Regions from separate parts of the Zea mays genome. Here region 1 is linked to region 2. A link is a contact called in public Hi-C data. All regions are on one chromosome and are shown on one strand. The core of a region is the stretch at or near the end of the contact, and the rest is flanking DNA. Distances in the headings are between cores, read along the strand shown.

What was found. A called contact is a pair of places that touch in the nucleus more often than the background predicts.
Region 1: a contact with region 2 is called in a Hi-C map of ear, with 1.9 times the contacts expected there. The contact joins two enhancer-like sites. A contact is called at or near these places in 2 of 25 Hi-C or Micro-C datasets (ear and endosperm).

The regions. Positions count from the first base shown.
Region 1 is chr5:113,803,182-113,810,180 of Zm-B73-REFERENCE-NAM-5.0, reverse strand. No RefSeq gene overlaps it. Among protein-coding and RNA genes, the nearest start is that of LOC111589281, 5.9 kb to the right of the region's middle. Within about 2 kb of position 5,545, at least 9 of the 20 cell types and tissues checked have an H3K27ac peak or open chromatin away from gene starts, as enhancers often do. A contact at or near this core is called in ear, where this site is marked.
Region 2 is chr5:113,634,819-113,641,384 of Zm-B73-REFERENCE-NAM-5.0, reverse strand. It overlaps LOC100192934 (Peptidyl-prolyl cis-trans isomerase CYP95), which reads right to left. Exons shown (of 14, transcript NM_001358497.1): 11 at 5,781-5,976; 12 at 4,888-5,697; 13 at 4,728-4,811; 14 at 3,667-4,330. The coding sequence ends at 3,979. Among protein-coding and RNA genes, the nearest start is that of LOC100192934, 11 kb to the right of the region's middle. Within about 2 kb of position 4,269, at least 10 of the 20 cell types and tissues checked have an H3K27ac peak or open chromatin away from gene starts, as enhancers often do. A contact at or near this core is called in ear, where this site is marked.

The DNA of each region.
Region 1 (6,999 bases), core at 4,296-6,795, 170 kb before region 2:
GAGATGCGTGGAGGGGCTCGACAGCCATGGAATCGAGCAGAGGAAGGAGCGCGCTGCAAGGGAGAGAGAGGAGTGGCTGGGCGGCAGAATTTGTGAACAATCCAGGGGCGGCCGGCAGGGGACTGAGCAGGGGAAGCTCCGGCGCTTGGGGAAGAAAGAGAGAGCGACGCGGCAGGGAGAAAATCTGGGTAGGGGGCGGCGGGAGGATAGGATAGAAGGGGATATTTTTTTTCTTCTCCCTTCTTTTACCGAAAATCACATATATATTTTCGAATCACGATTTTTTAGCGATGTATATTGGACCGATACGCTATACAGCTGCACATTTTATTCTACGAATTATGAAACGGAAACTCAGAGGAATAACAGATTAGACGGTTCTGTCCAAATCTCGTTTGGATAATTTTCGTGACTATTATAGGCACGATGTAAACGGACTGAACCAGAGTACATCGGATTCGACATTTTACTCTGCGACTGATCCCTATTGAAATCGACCTGGTTAGCAATTATTCGATTTCGACTCTTGTTACCTTGGTTCGATTTAGTTTTGCATCACTTCTATCATCGAGTTCTAATTAATTTGTTCAGGATAAAATCGGAAGACTGGACCAAATTTCCAAATTCGTATTTGCGCGAGCGATGAACCTTAAATAATCACCGGACGCACCGATTTTCGGAACAACTATGTTCCGAACATCACGAAAATTTAGGAAGAGTCCGGATAGATAAAAATAAAACGATGTCGAACTCGCGACAGACAAAACAAATTAAGACAAGGAGACTGTTATTCACCGCTATCACGTGTTAAAGTCCGCACTCGTAGTCGAGAAGACGATAAACACCTAGGGTGTTACAACCCTCCCCCCTTAAAAGAATATCGTCCCAAGATTCGGAGCGAAAGACTTTTAAGAGTAGAGAAGCATGTAACCCATGTCCATATCAGCGGTAATAGTAAGGTAGTTCCAAGCAAAGGCGAGTGTCTCAGGATGGGGTTTCTCTAGTGGAGATAACATGTATCGCCTTAAGCTAATTTAGAGATGTCCACCAATAGAGACGATGTCTGCTAGAGGAAAACATAAGGTTCCATGTGTGCAGTTTGCTTTTTTCTGATGACACTGTGCTATCTGAGACTGTTGAGCGAGCGGTAGATATGCGACTTTACCCAAGCAGAATCAGATGCAACCTCTTAGGTAAAACACACAAAAAGAGGTTTACCAACAAGTGGTCACAGTAAGTTTATAGCACACGAGACAGGTGTGAATGTCGAATAACATCACAGTTAACTCGTGTTAGCCAGAGAATCCAAGTCCAAGAAAATGATGGAGACTCGAAAAATCACCAGCGAAAGGATCTGTAAATGCTGACTTCGTGCCTAATTCATTTTATCAAGCATTAGGCACGGCTCGACTTGATCACACATGCTGGAAAAGCACACGTGAGGCGATCGAAGCGTGACTAGAATGATAATTAGGTGGCTAGCAGCCGACTTAATCTCGATTCTTACAAGCACTTCCTTAAGAGGGGTTGTACAAAAGTGAGTTTAGACAACTTGACAAAACGATCTCTAAACTCAACCTTTGTTCATTGGGCAGTTACAAGTTAGTAAAACCAACTTGTTGAACTACTTGTGACATTGAGCAGGTCCTTTCAGTACCCATCGACAATCCAATGGTCGAGAGTTCACCCTTATTAACAATTGATCATGCACTTGAGTAGGAATCCATTTGGTCATGTTGTTCATTCGTTTCTTCATGCGAGATGAACTGACTTGGTGAGGGAATACCTGGATTAAATAAGAGAGCGAATGAACATTAAATAAGAGAGCGAATGAACAAATTCCTGCATCTCAGCAGCAGGGAAAAGCCAGTCTCCATTTTGAGAGCTAATCAGTTTTTTCCAACACTAAAAAGCTCCAAGGCTTCACCCTTACACAAAGGACATAAAGGGAGCTTGTATGCGTAGTCACTACCAAAGTCAAGGGAAAAGAGACCACACATGAAAGTGACCTTTTGATCCAACAGAGATGATATATGTTGCTTGATCACTTCGACAAACAACACCGAAATCGTTTCAAAGGAAGGTCAATGGAGGATAACACATCAGTGTAGTTCCATAATGGATCATGACTAGAGATCTCGATACCAGCATGCGCCAAGCAGCAAAATCATGTGTGCGCATGCACAGGAGGCTCTCAGTTTCGCCGCGGTACCATAAGTCCTTAACCATGACACCATTACAAAACTGGAACCAATAATGAATCTCACATGGTAAGAACAATTTGTGCAGAGGTAACATATTGATATAATCTCATAATGGATTATAACTACTAACCGTGATAACAGCGCGTGCCGAGCAGCACAACCGTGTGTGCGCACACACAGAAGGCCCTCGGTTTTATCGCGGTACCATCGGTTTTAGTCATAACACCATTACCAAACATAACCAATAAGAAATCTCACGCCACACCAATAGATTGAGCAAGGGTGACAATATACAAAGAGTTACTCCACCTGTAAAAATGGTTACAAGTAGAGAGCCAGATAGATTATGGCCCGAGGAAATGAACAAGACATGGCCATAACCTAAACTTGATGAAACGAGTACGATGGGAGATTGTTAATTCAGCCCCAATCATATTTCTATGCCCATCGAAGAGATCACAAGGTCAAGGAGTAGTATATGATTAGATACGGAGGGAAAACAATCATAAGATTAAGTTGGTATGCCTTCGATAGATATGAGGAAACCAAAGGCATTAAATTCAAGAAAATGATTGAACATGTCTTTCCTAGGTTAGGTTGATAAAGCGACAAGATAATCCGCAAGGAGAGGCCAAACACAATAGAGACCTCAACCTGTATCAACTAAGAAAGGGCAGGATCTAGGATGGAAACACGACCACTAAGGAAGTTATAAGTTAATTGCCAAGATCCTTATTGGGAGTCCGAATGCATCTTACGTCCAACAAAGAAATTATCTAAGCGCTTATTTGTATAAGTTTGGGTCATGGAGGGGTAACGGAAAAATCAACTTTGGGTCATGGTTACCTAAATAAGAACATGGCCTAGTTTTGGGTTTAAACAAACCACCAACGTTCTATCGGCACATCCAGTACAAGGGCAAACACATATAACACCTAAACATATTACCTAAAGAACGGAGGACAACTGTTTCATCAAAGTTCATAATACAACATTACACCACATTATCTACAATCACTGGTTACTGGAATAAAGGCGAGATAAGCAGTTTGGATATATAGGTGACAAACATGATGCAACAATCAGGATGCAAGCTCGTCTTATTCGTCCTCACACGTTTTTCCAACATGATGTGGAAATAGCGTTCTATATCGATGGCATACTTACGACTCTCTCGGTATTTTGCTAGTCGTTAGCTACACATACGTTTTCGAGGTTAGTGTACCTGCAGAAAAATCCATCACAGCCCAATTTCCCATGATGCGGTTCACACATGACAGTTTATCATAGTTTATACTCCATATATTTCTATATGGAGGCCAGCTCTTCATTAAGCGCCGAGCCACGTATAGGTGCCGCTGCCACACTTTAACCATAGGGCAGCCTATTATGGTAACTCACCTTCTTACCTGAGCGTAGGTGCGTCGTTATAAGTACATTACACTTCTCAGTATTCCCATGTATGTATACCCATACACATCCATGGGGTACTGAATTCCCAGAAAATTAAATACTCCACCTCGCAGCCTTCATATATACATATGTGGAACATGTATATAATCAAGCGCTTTTTATACTCTCCCCTAGACCGACGTTTGTTCGGTCATGCTCTCACATCTCACCTTACCTTGAGCGTCGATCCATTCAAAACTGAATGGCCTCAAAAATAACAATACACATATATGCAATATCCACTCGGTTATGGGTTATTGTTTTGAACTAGGCCACCTGATAGTCCTTAATTTAGGGCTTAACAGAGGATGTCGCTAGCATTATAGTTTTTCAAATCTGTTTTTCAAAACCAAACAATGTGTTTAGTTGAAAATAGGTTTTCCAAAACCAAAACTTTGTTTTGAAAATAAGTATGTGACAGTATAAACTTAATCCTGCTCTGATACCAGTTGTGGCAGAACCTCCCAAGTTATTGGGCCCACATGCACTTGCCCTTATTTCCAAATTCGTATTTGCACGAGCGATGAACCTTAAATAATCACCGGACGCACCGATTTTTGGAACAACTATGTTCTGAACATCACGAAAATTGAGGAAGAGTCCAGATAGATAAAAATAAAATGATGTCAAACTCGCGACACACGAAACAAATTAAGACAAGGAGACTGTTATTCACCGCTACCACGTGTTAAAGTACGCATTCATGGTCGAGCAGACGATAAACACCTGGGGTGTTACAATCATGAACTAGAACATTAATAAAAGTTGTAGCTCACTATTTACCCTATAAAAGTTAGTAAGCGTGATACCCCAAATAGATTCTTCAAAAGCCCCAGACAAGTCAATTAAGTGGGAGAAGCAAAAGAAAAAATAGAAAAAACCCTAATCCATTTTCGGCCCCTAACTAAACCCTACATGTTAAATTAGCTACAAGACTCAAAACCATATGCTCTAATTGACAAAGTGGCGCCAAACTACCCTAGGCATACCCAAGAAATGTTTGAAAACCAAACCATTTGACATGACTTGGCGCAAGATTTTCCTCGGGTTTAGGCTGGGACAAACCAGTTTTCCCTCCATATCTTCGCAGCCAGTAAGCAAAATCTAGTGACCCCATACAGCATAACTAGCTTAAAGTATAAGCATCAAATCTTAGATAAGGTTTTTGCTAAGATAAGGATCACACAGGTGACTACACGTGAGGGAAGATGGCCAAACACGCTAGTGCTAGGTGTTCGACGCCGGCTGGCAGGAGACGAATGGGCTTTGCCCGCGCGCGCCCCCGCACGACCGGTTAGACACTTCCATGCCCGTGCCATGCTTGCGCCTGCAAAGGCTGCCCAACCCATCGGTTGCTCCCTCTGTTGCTCCCTTAATCTAGTGCCTAGCTTCGCTAGAGACATTGTTAACTCTCGTGAGCTCTACACGCGCCATCGTCGCCCCCCAAGAGCCAGCCACCGTGCCCAGCCCACTCCAGCTTCCCCAAAGGTTCGTAGAGCCTCGCCAAGCTCGAGCCGGAGCTCTACCCCATCTGAACAGGGAAATCGGCCTTGTCAGATTCCTTGCGCCCGCCGGTGAACGTGGCCTGAGCTCCACCCTTCACTGTCATCCAATTCCTTGGATCAGTAGCTCCATCGTCACCTAATGAAGCTTCCCGCCAACCTGACCGAACGCTACTGCCTCTGACTAGCCGGAATCGAAGTCGCCATCGAGCTCCGCCACCGAGAGACGTGGCCTAGACAACTCCGGTCAACTCTGGTCACGACCCGACCATCAACGTGATCCCCACAACATTCCCGACCTCTCCAACCACCCGCCTGGAACACTACCCTACCGCTCCGCCCTGATTTTCCTCGCGGTCACTGTTCCGATGAGCTAAGGACTGCAGGTTAAGGGGAGGGAAAAGCAGGGGGTTCCTGCAAAGACTAGGACTCATGTGAACAGTAGCAGAATGACTTATTTTAAAGAAAAAGCTTAAGAAAAGGTCAGGGGCCTCGATGCAAGTTGATTTTCCTTTTCTATTCTGATTTAAATGCTTATTTAATCTGCAAAGAACTTAGGAAATGCATAACTAAATAAATAGGAGTCCAAAATGGTAGAACCAATTTTGCAATACTTTGGACAAGTCAAACTTTAAATTAAAAATATATAACCATGTGGTCTCTGTACTTTTCTAGGAATTTTGATTTAGAATCATAATCTGCCCATTTCAAAATAAGAAGGGAAAAATAAGTATGCATTAGGCCTAAGGAATTTTGAGTAGAAGCAATATAGAATTTATCAATGTATAAAGTTGTATAACCCTCTGATCTAGAACTTTTGATACAGTTTAACCACTTAAAACTATTTAGAGCCTTAACTAAATAAAAGCAAGAAAAACAATAAATAAGTGAAACCAGGGAACTCACTATTTTTCCAAGACTAAGTAGATGATGTAAAACCTTGGAAAAATACAAACCACCCTGGTCTAGGAAGAAAAAGAATAGAAACCTTTTATTTTGACAAAACAAGCATAACTTTAGAAAATAATGGAAAATCATCCCTAAAGAGATAAACCCCCGATTTTGAGAATTACTGCTCTTGTGCTAAAACAAACTTAGGAAAATTTCTAAATTTGTTGTTTGACACTTCTTAGAGGGCAAGCTTGTTATAGGTGCTTCTTTAGTCTTAAATTTGAAAAACCCTAGATAAAAGGCCACTAAGTAAAACCTTGTAAAATTTGGCTTAATTCTCTATTATTGCACCTAGATACCAAGAAAAATACCCATTAGGGTAGTTTCCACTTCTAGATAAGAGGTGTAGTGCAATATGCCCCCTATGCCCTAGTTTTTGTTATTTTTGTCCAGTACAGTTCCTAATTAATTTTGACCCCAAATTCCTAGGACAACCACTACACCAAAATAGTAAACTTCCTAGAGCCTAAACTCTAGGAAGTTAGCTCTAAACTCTAGGAAGTTAGCTAAACTCTCGGAAGTTAAGCCATTCCGTCGGAAGTTTGGCTCTCGGAAATTTTTTGTCGGAAGTTAGCTTAACTTCCTAGAGCCCTCTAGGAAGTTAGCTAACTTCCTACAGCCAAAGAAGCCTCTCAGAAGTTAGTAGTTTCACGCCGTCAACGCCGTCAGCGGACTAACTTCCTACGGCTGACTGTAGCCCCTAGGAAGTTAGCTGGGTAACTTCCTACAGCCCAATAAGCATCTAGGAAGTTAATTTGACCAGCATTACAAATGTTGTTTATTTTTATTTTACACCACATTCCATAACATAACAAATATATCAACAGCTATATAGCACAATATATTTTCACATAAAACAACTCACACACAATCACATAACAATATTTAAA
Region 2 (6,566 bases), core at 3,020-5,519:
AGATTTGCATCATCGGCCATTGCAGCTGCGGCAGTTGCGGCTTCAGTAGGTGCAGCTTCGGTAGCTATAGCGCTCTCGACAACTGGTGCTTTTGACGCCGAAGTTGGTGGTGGTGTTTCTTCAATAGCTTCAGTCACACTAATAATTCTTTGTTTTTTCGGCCCAGCAGACTTCTTCGTTGCCAAAGGCTCCTTCTTCTTCTATAAAAGCTTCATCAGATGTGGCCCTAGTGGACTTAGCTTGTTAGGCAAGGATTCAGTCATTACCTTTAGAATTTCTTCCACGTTGGCATTAGAAGGTGTTGAAGGAGTTTCTTCTTCTATATCAGTCGTCTTCTGCTTCGGAGCCGCAGCTTTCCTTTTCTTCGGAGCAACTGCCTTCGGCTCAGGACTCAGTTTTCTCTTCTTCGGGATTTCTTCATCTTCTTTCACCATTCTAGCAGCCTGTCTGCCCACAACGCTAACAATTCTTTTTCTTTTTTTGCCCTTCGGCGCCCTTATTCAATCGCTCATAGTTTGGATATTCAAAATTCAGGGCATCCATTACCCGATTCAATCTTCGCTTCGGTCGAGCGCCGAAGGCTGCAGTCATCAACTGATCTTCTTTTCTCCTATAATTTCCCAAAATCTCATTGCACATAACTTCAATTGTATCCAACCATTCTTGGCAGGGTTCTTTAAAGTGTTTTTTGAACTTGAAATGATAGGGCAGCCGAACGAGTTCATTCTTCTTCTCTCCTTCAAGCTTCGGCATACCCCATTCCCTTAGCGTTGGGAATACTCGGTTGGTCAAGTATTCTTGAACTAAATCCCTAGTTCCAATGTGTTCAGATACAACTCTAAACTCATACACAGCATCTGGGCATGGTGCCCCCGGCGTCATGTTGCACTGAGGCCTAGTCAGCCCGAAGGTTAGCTCCAACGGGCTCTGAACTAGCTTCTCCTTTTTCTCATCAATTTTAACATAAAACCATTCAGATTTCCAACCGGTCGGCCATTTAGTGCGATAGCTAACCACCGGTGTCTTCATGTCTTTGCGATAAGCAAAATTATAGCAGCCGAAGTTCTCATGCAGTCCGTCTTCTCTAGCCTTCGTCTGATAGTGAAGTTCATGTACTCGGCAGAAGGCTTCGGCGAGCGGTTCCACCCCTTGACTTCGGAGAGCCCAGATATACATGCTGAGCCTAACAATGGCGTTAGGGGTCAGCTGATGGAGGTAAATCTCAAAAATTTCCAAGACATCTGCAATCATCCCGTGCATAGGAAATCTCAACCCTGCTTTGAAGAAGCTCTTAAAAACCACCACTTCATCATTTTCTGGTTTCGGGATAGTCTCTTCCCCACCAAAACGAATCAACCCCTTATCGGCTTCTCTGAAGTAGCCAAGCTTCGTCATCATAGCCATATCAGCTTTAGACACAGTCGACTTCCCAAAATTCAAATGGCTGGGCTTCGATGGCATAGCGGTGTTATAATCAATCTCTTCTTCACCAGTATCGCCCTCTTCAATATTAGCCTGCTCGGCTTCAGTAGCAGGGGCGCCTTCGTCAGAAGCACCCTCCGTCATAACCAGTCCCGACCGCCTCATAACTTCAGAAATCGGAGCAGTTTCAGCAGCTTCGGTTTCCTCTCTGTCGTGTGTAACCCTAGCTGTTGAGCGCACCCTGGCCATTTGATGTTAAATTTCTTGAGTTTTGACGAAGTTGATTATTTTTTATCTTTGCCGAAGCTCCCTCTTGTCACGAAGCTAGAGCAAAGTGATCTTTTGATTGAGAATACGGTGAACAAGCTTCGGCTGTGATCAAATTTTTCGACAGCACAACAGTACAATAGCAGTAAATGTTGTGGTAACTTCACATCTACCCGTCTGTTTATAAAGTGCTGCAGGTGGGAAGGTGAATCGCCAAGCCGCTCGCACCCGCTGAACAGTCACCCGCACCCACTGAACGGTGGACCATAGTGCCCAATAAGTTGAATCACCAGATCATGCGTACCCGTCGTATGGTGGGACCACCCTTCACTCGGAATATTTAAATCGTTTCTCGGCAACGAGCTAAGGGAAGGTGTTTTCGGACCATTGGCATTCCGAAGCCTGAGAGAATTTTTCACGGGTCGAGCTCGTTACAAAAAATGATCTGGCACCGTGAAGGGGCTACTGTTGGGGGTCTGCTTCGTCGCCGAAGGTCCCATAAGAAGAAACACCTTCGGAAGACCGACACAAAGTCAAAGATATCAACCAAAGAGCTTCGGAGTACATTTTCAGATGCACCGACTTAAAGATGAAATGACCAATCGGCCCGAGATAGCTTGTACTATGATTGTAAACATTTGTAAAGTGCATGGATGTAATTTCTCACAGACTGTGTCCTGTGCCTATAAATAGATGAACAATACCCCTGTACTGTTCACGCTATCCTGTATTCGCTCGTGCGCAACACTTGGATTTTTGCCTTCTGTCAAGCCGAAGGTATAAATGTAATCAAATGTCGTATTTAAATATCCAAGTTTATATAATGAAGACATGTGAATAATATTATATGATTATTCATGTTATCTTTCATGTTTCATATGCTTTGTCTTTCATTATCGCATACCATGATGATAAAGGTACGTCCTTCATGACCTTCGTCCGAAGATCGTTATATCCTAAGGGAAATAATGCTTCGAAGGACGAAGGACATTAACATTTAATACTTTGTGTTGCCTTGTTCTTAACTCATAGCATTTGAGAACAAGTCCCCAACAGAATTGTTTGTGGACTCGGATCCCTGGGAGATGTCATGTCCATAGAAGGGAATTGGAATAAAGATTATCGTGTGGTATCGTATTCAAACGTTTAAAAGTACTAAACATATGCTGAGAAATATGGTAAATCGGTAAACCTAGTATAGCCTTCGTTCCGGCCGCAATGGAGACATCCACGACGGCATTGTCGTCGTCACCCCAGCGATGGCGGGCTGTTCCATGCTCCAGCCGCCGCTGCCAATCGCGTTCGCGTGGCAAAGACAGCGGGGAACCACACGCCTGTCAGGTTAAAGAACCATGCCTACCAACTGCAAGCAACGGTGGCGCTAGCGGACGGAGAGTGGCCACAGGCAGTGAGCCATTACGGATTACGGACAACTACAAGCAACAGTGACATTACGGATTACGGACAACTGCAAGCAACGGTGACGCTAGCGGACGGAGCGTGGTCATAGGCAGTGAGCCATTACGGATTACAGATATCCAGGGAGGCAGCGGCACAAGAGGGCTTAGTTGAGGGAGGGCAACGTTTACAGCTATAGGACAGGCAACAACTGCTATGCAAACAGTCATTCTATGCAAGCGTGCAAGCAAACTATCTGATACATTATATTACGATCCAACCACAGATACAATCATGGTTTGTTAGAGGTTTTTTATAAAGATTATTGAGTTCGTGGTGAAAAGGTTTAAATGTTAAATGTGACCTACGGTTAGATCACGATCTAATAGATCAGATGGTTTGCTTGCACAGAAGTCGTTGCCCATAAGACAACCATGCAAGAGGGGAGGGGACGCCCTACAAAACTGGTGCTTTAGAGTAGAAAGAAATGTCGGGGAAAAGTGAAAAGTATGATGCGGCCAAACCAAATTAATTGTTGAATAGATGCATAAACATTAGAATTGAATATGCAAAAGAAATAAATTGTGAATCGTACTTAGGCATCCGAGGTCAAAACATTGTAATGATTCTTTGCGTTGAAGCTTATATAACATCAAAATCCCACACTGAATCTGTGCTACATGTTTAGCAACAGCAAAACCTAAGCTCAAATTACGACTCTTGTGATAACCAAAGGACATAGCCGATCATCCCAAACAACATATGTAACAGCTGGGCAGCTCAAGGACCAAACCGCTTCTTACAGTAGAAATATAACAAAAAGTATTGATGGACCTGATCAACAGCCAATGGCTAACGGTGTAAGATACATTTCAATGCCCCGGTGGAAACCTACTTCCCAGCTGAATCAGGTGAGCCATCCCCGTAGGAAACCAAACCTTTCTTGCCTCCACGATTAGGGCTACCAGACAGTGACAGAGCTGGGGACGCGGACTGAGATTTCTCATCACTTGCATGCTTCACTGATGGGGAATCAGGTGGAGAGGGATGATGCACTGGAGGAGACCTTGATACTGACCCAGAAAGGTGGCTTCTTGAAACTGACCGTGCACGGTCACCATGTGACCTTGGTTTCCTGGCAGGGGGTGAACTGCTCCGTATAGGGCTTTTGCTGTATCCACCTCCCCTTCCTCTTTCCCTGTAGACAGGGCTGCGTGAGGCGCTTCGGCTCCTCCTCCTGTACCTACCACGCCTCAAGTACCAAAATAAAAGAAATCATGACAAAGAACCAACCACAAGAATCAGCTATGCATACCGATTGAGAAAAAACTCGAAATAAAATTGCTTCAATCATTTGCAAATAATAACTTCAGAAAAATAATACTCCATTCCAAATTATAAGTCGCTTTGACTTCTGTGATACATCAATTTTGTTATGTATCTAGATATGTTATATCTAGATACATAGTAAAATTGATGTACCGAAAATGTTAAAATGGCTTATAAATTTAAACTGAGGGGAGCAAGTATAGCAAACAAAAATCTATGCCTATTCAGAGTTAGTTCCATGACATAGCATCACAAATGATAATACAAGCTGATACACATAGAAAAATATCACATATAAACAGTTTATTTACCTTGGCGATGACACTCTTCCTCTGGGTGGGCTTCTATACCGTCTAGGAGGTGATCGATGGCGGGAACCCCGGTAACCCATGTATCTACATAAGAGGGGAAACGTAATTTAACACTCTAAGTCAAATGAAAACAATAGATCAAACTTTGATTCAAAATTACCTGTCACGGTCATTTCTTCCACCATAACGATGTGAGCGATCAGCAGAAGGTGAGCGATATTGTCTTGCGTATGAGTACCTCTGAGTAAAACCCCGTCCACGTCTTATGCGTTTTGGTGACCCATCAGGAGAACCACTCCTGGATGGGCTTCTTCCATTGTTTGGTGGTGTTACTACCCTGCGATGTGGACTGGGACTTCTGCTAATGTTCCTGCGAGGTCGACCACCTCTTACTGGGCTTCTGCTCACACTTCTTCTAGGTATTCTTGCAGGGCTCCTGCTGAGGCTTCTGCGTATGTTCCATCGTGGACTTCTCATAGGGCTTCTCCTAGAAGGCCTATGTGGGCTCCTTGAAATCCTTGCTGGGCTCCGACTAACACTTCGCAATGGAGATACCACAGAGGTACGGGTAATGCTTCTTCCCTTCTCCAAAGGTGGGCTTGGACTGATACTTTTTCGTACATGAGTTCTCTCCAGACTCCTGCTTGGACTTCTCTGTTGCATGGACCTAGCTGAGCTCCTGCTAATGCTTCTTCTGTGGGCTTTAACAGGACTCCTGCTTATGTGAAGGCTTCTGCTTGAATTTCTGGGTGGGCTCCTAGCAGGGCTCCTGCTCATGATCTGCCGCCTGGCTGGACTCCTGCTCACGCTTCTTTTGGGAGTACGGATAGGGCTTCTACTGTGATTATTGTCAACAGGGCTCCTGCTAAGTGACCTCTTCGGGCTGGTACTTGACCTTTTCATTGGGCTTCTTCTTGGACTGATACTCATACTCTTGCTCATTGAGTGATTAACACTCATGCTCTGGCTCCTGCTTATCAATGTCAGATGAAACACCGCTTCCAGAAGCAGTAAGCAGAAAGAATGATTTATGTATGAAGAAAAATAGGAAACCTAGATTTGCTTCGATTGCCAGTTAAAACAGGCATGACAGCGGCATTTCTTTCAATTTTTGAGTCATTAACACCATTTGTATGGACTTCCCCATTTTGCAGGGAGGAGACATCTTGTGCTGGACTCCTCTGTATTCCACTCTTTTGTTGAGGTGAGGTGGCATCCTTCAAAGCAGCCACTCCAGCAAGATTTTCCTCTGAAAAGGTAAGATTGCAATCATTAGTTGAACTACCACATAAACCAAGCAAGAACTACATATCCCTTCCTAGATAGCCAATCAGTACTGTTGCTCATGCAAGACATATAACAGAACAATAGCACCAATAATACCATGCAACCATGATCTAAAGATTTAAGAGAGATCCAGCCAGTTAGAACTTAGTGATTTTTAGACAAGGCATGGTCTACCTTTAGCCATTGTTTTCCACTATAATATAGTTATATTTATAAATTATAAAATCCAATAAAATTATGAGAATATGACAGCATGTTTAAGACAAATGTAAGCGGATGGTTCTCAAAATTCCAAGCCAACCATCTGCATTTCAGAAGTTAGTGATAGTCAGTTTCAAAAGTTTGACCAGATCTTTAACGCAAGTATTTGTGGGTAAGTAAACAAAGAACCAATAAGGCATCCAAGCATGCAAGAAATTGACACTTTTGTTATATCCCTTGATTGTGTTTGGGAAGCATTAGCTACTGCCGTTACATTACCTTGTCAGATTTATTCTATCGGTTTCTTGAAATACAATGAAGTTCTTAAACAGATATGGTATTCTATTGTGC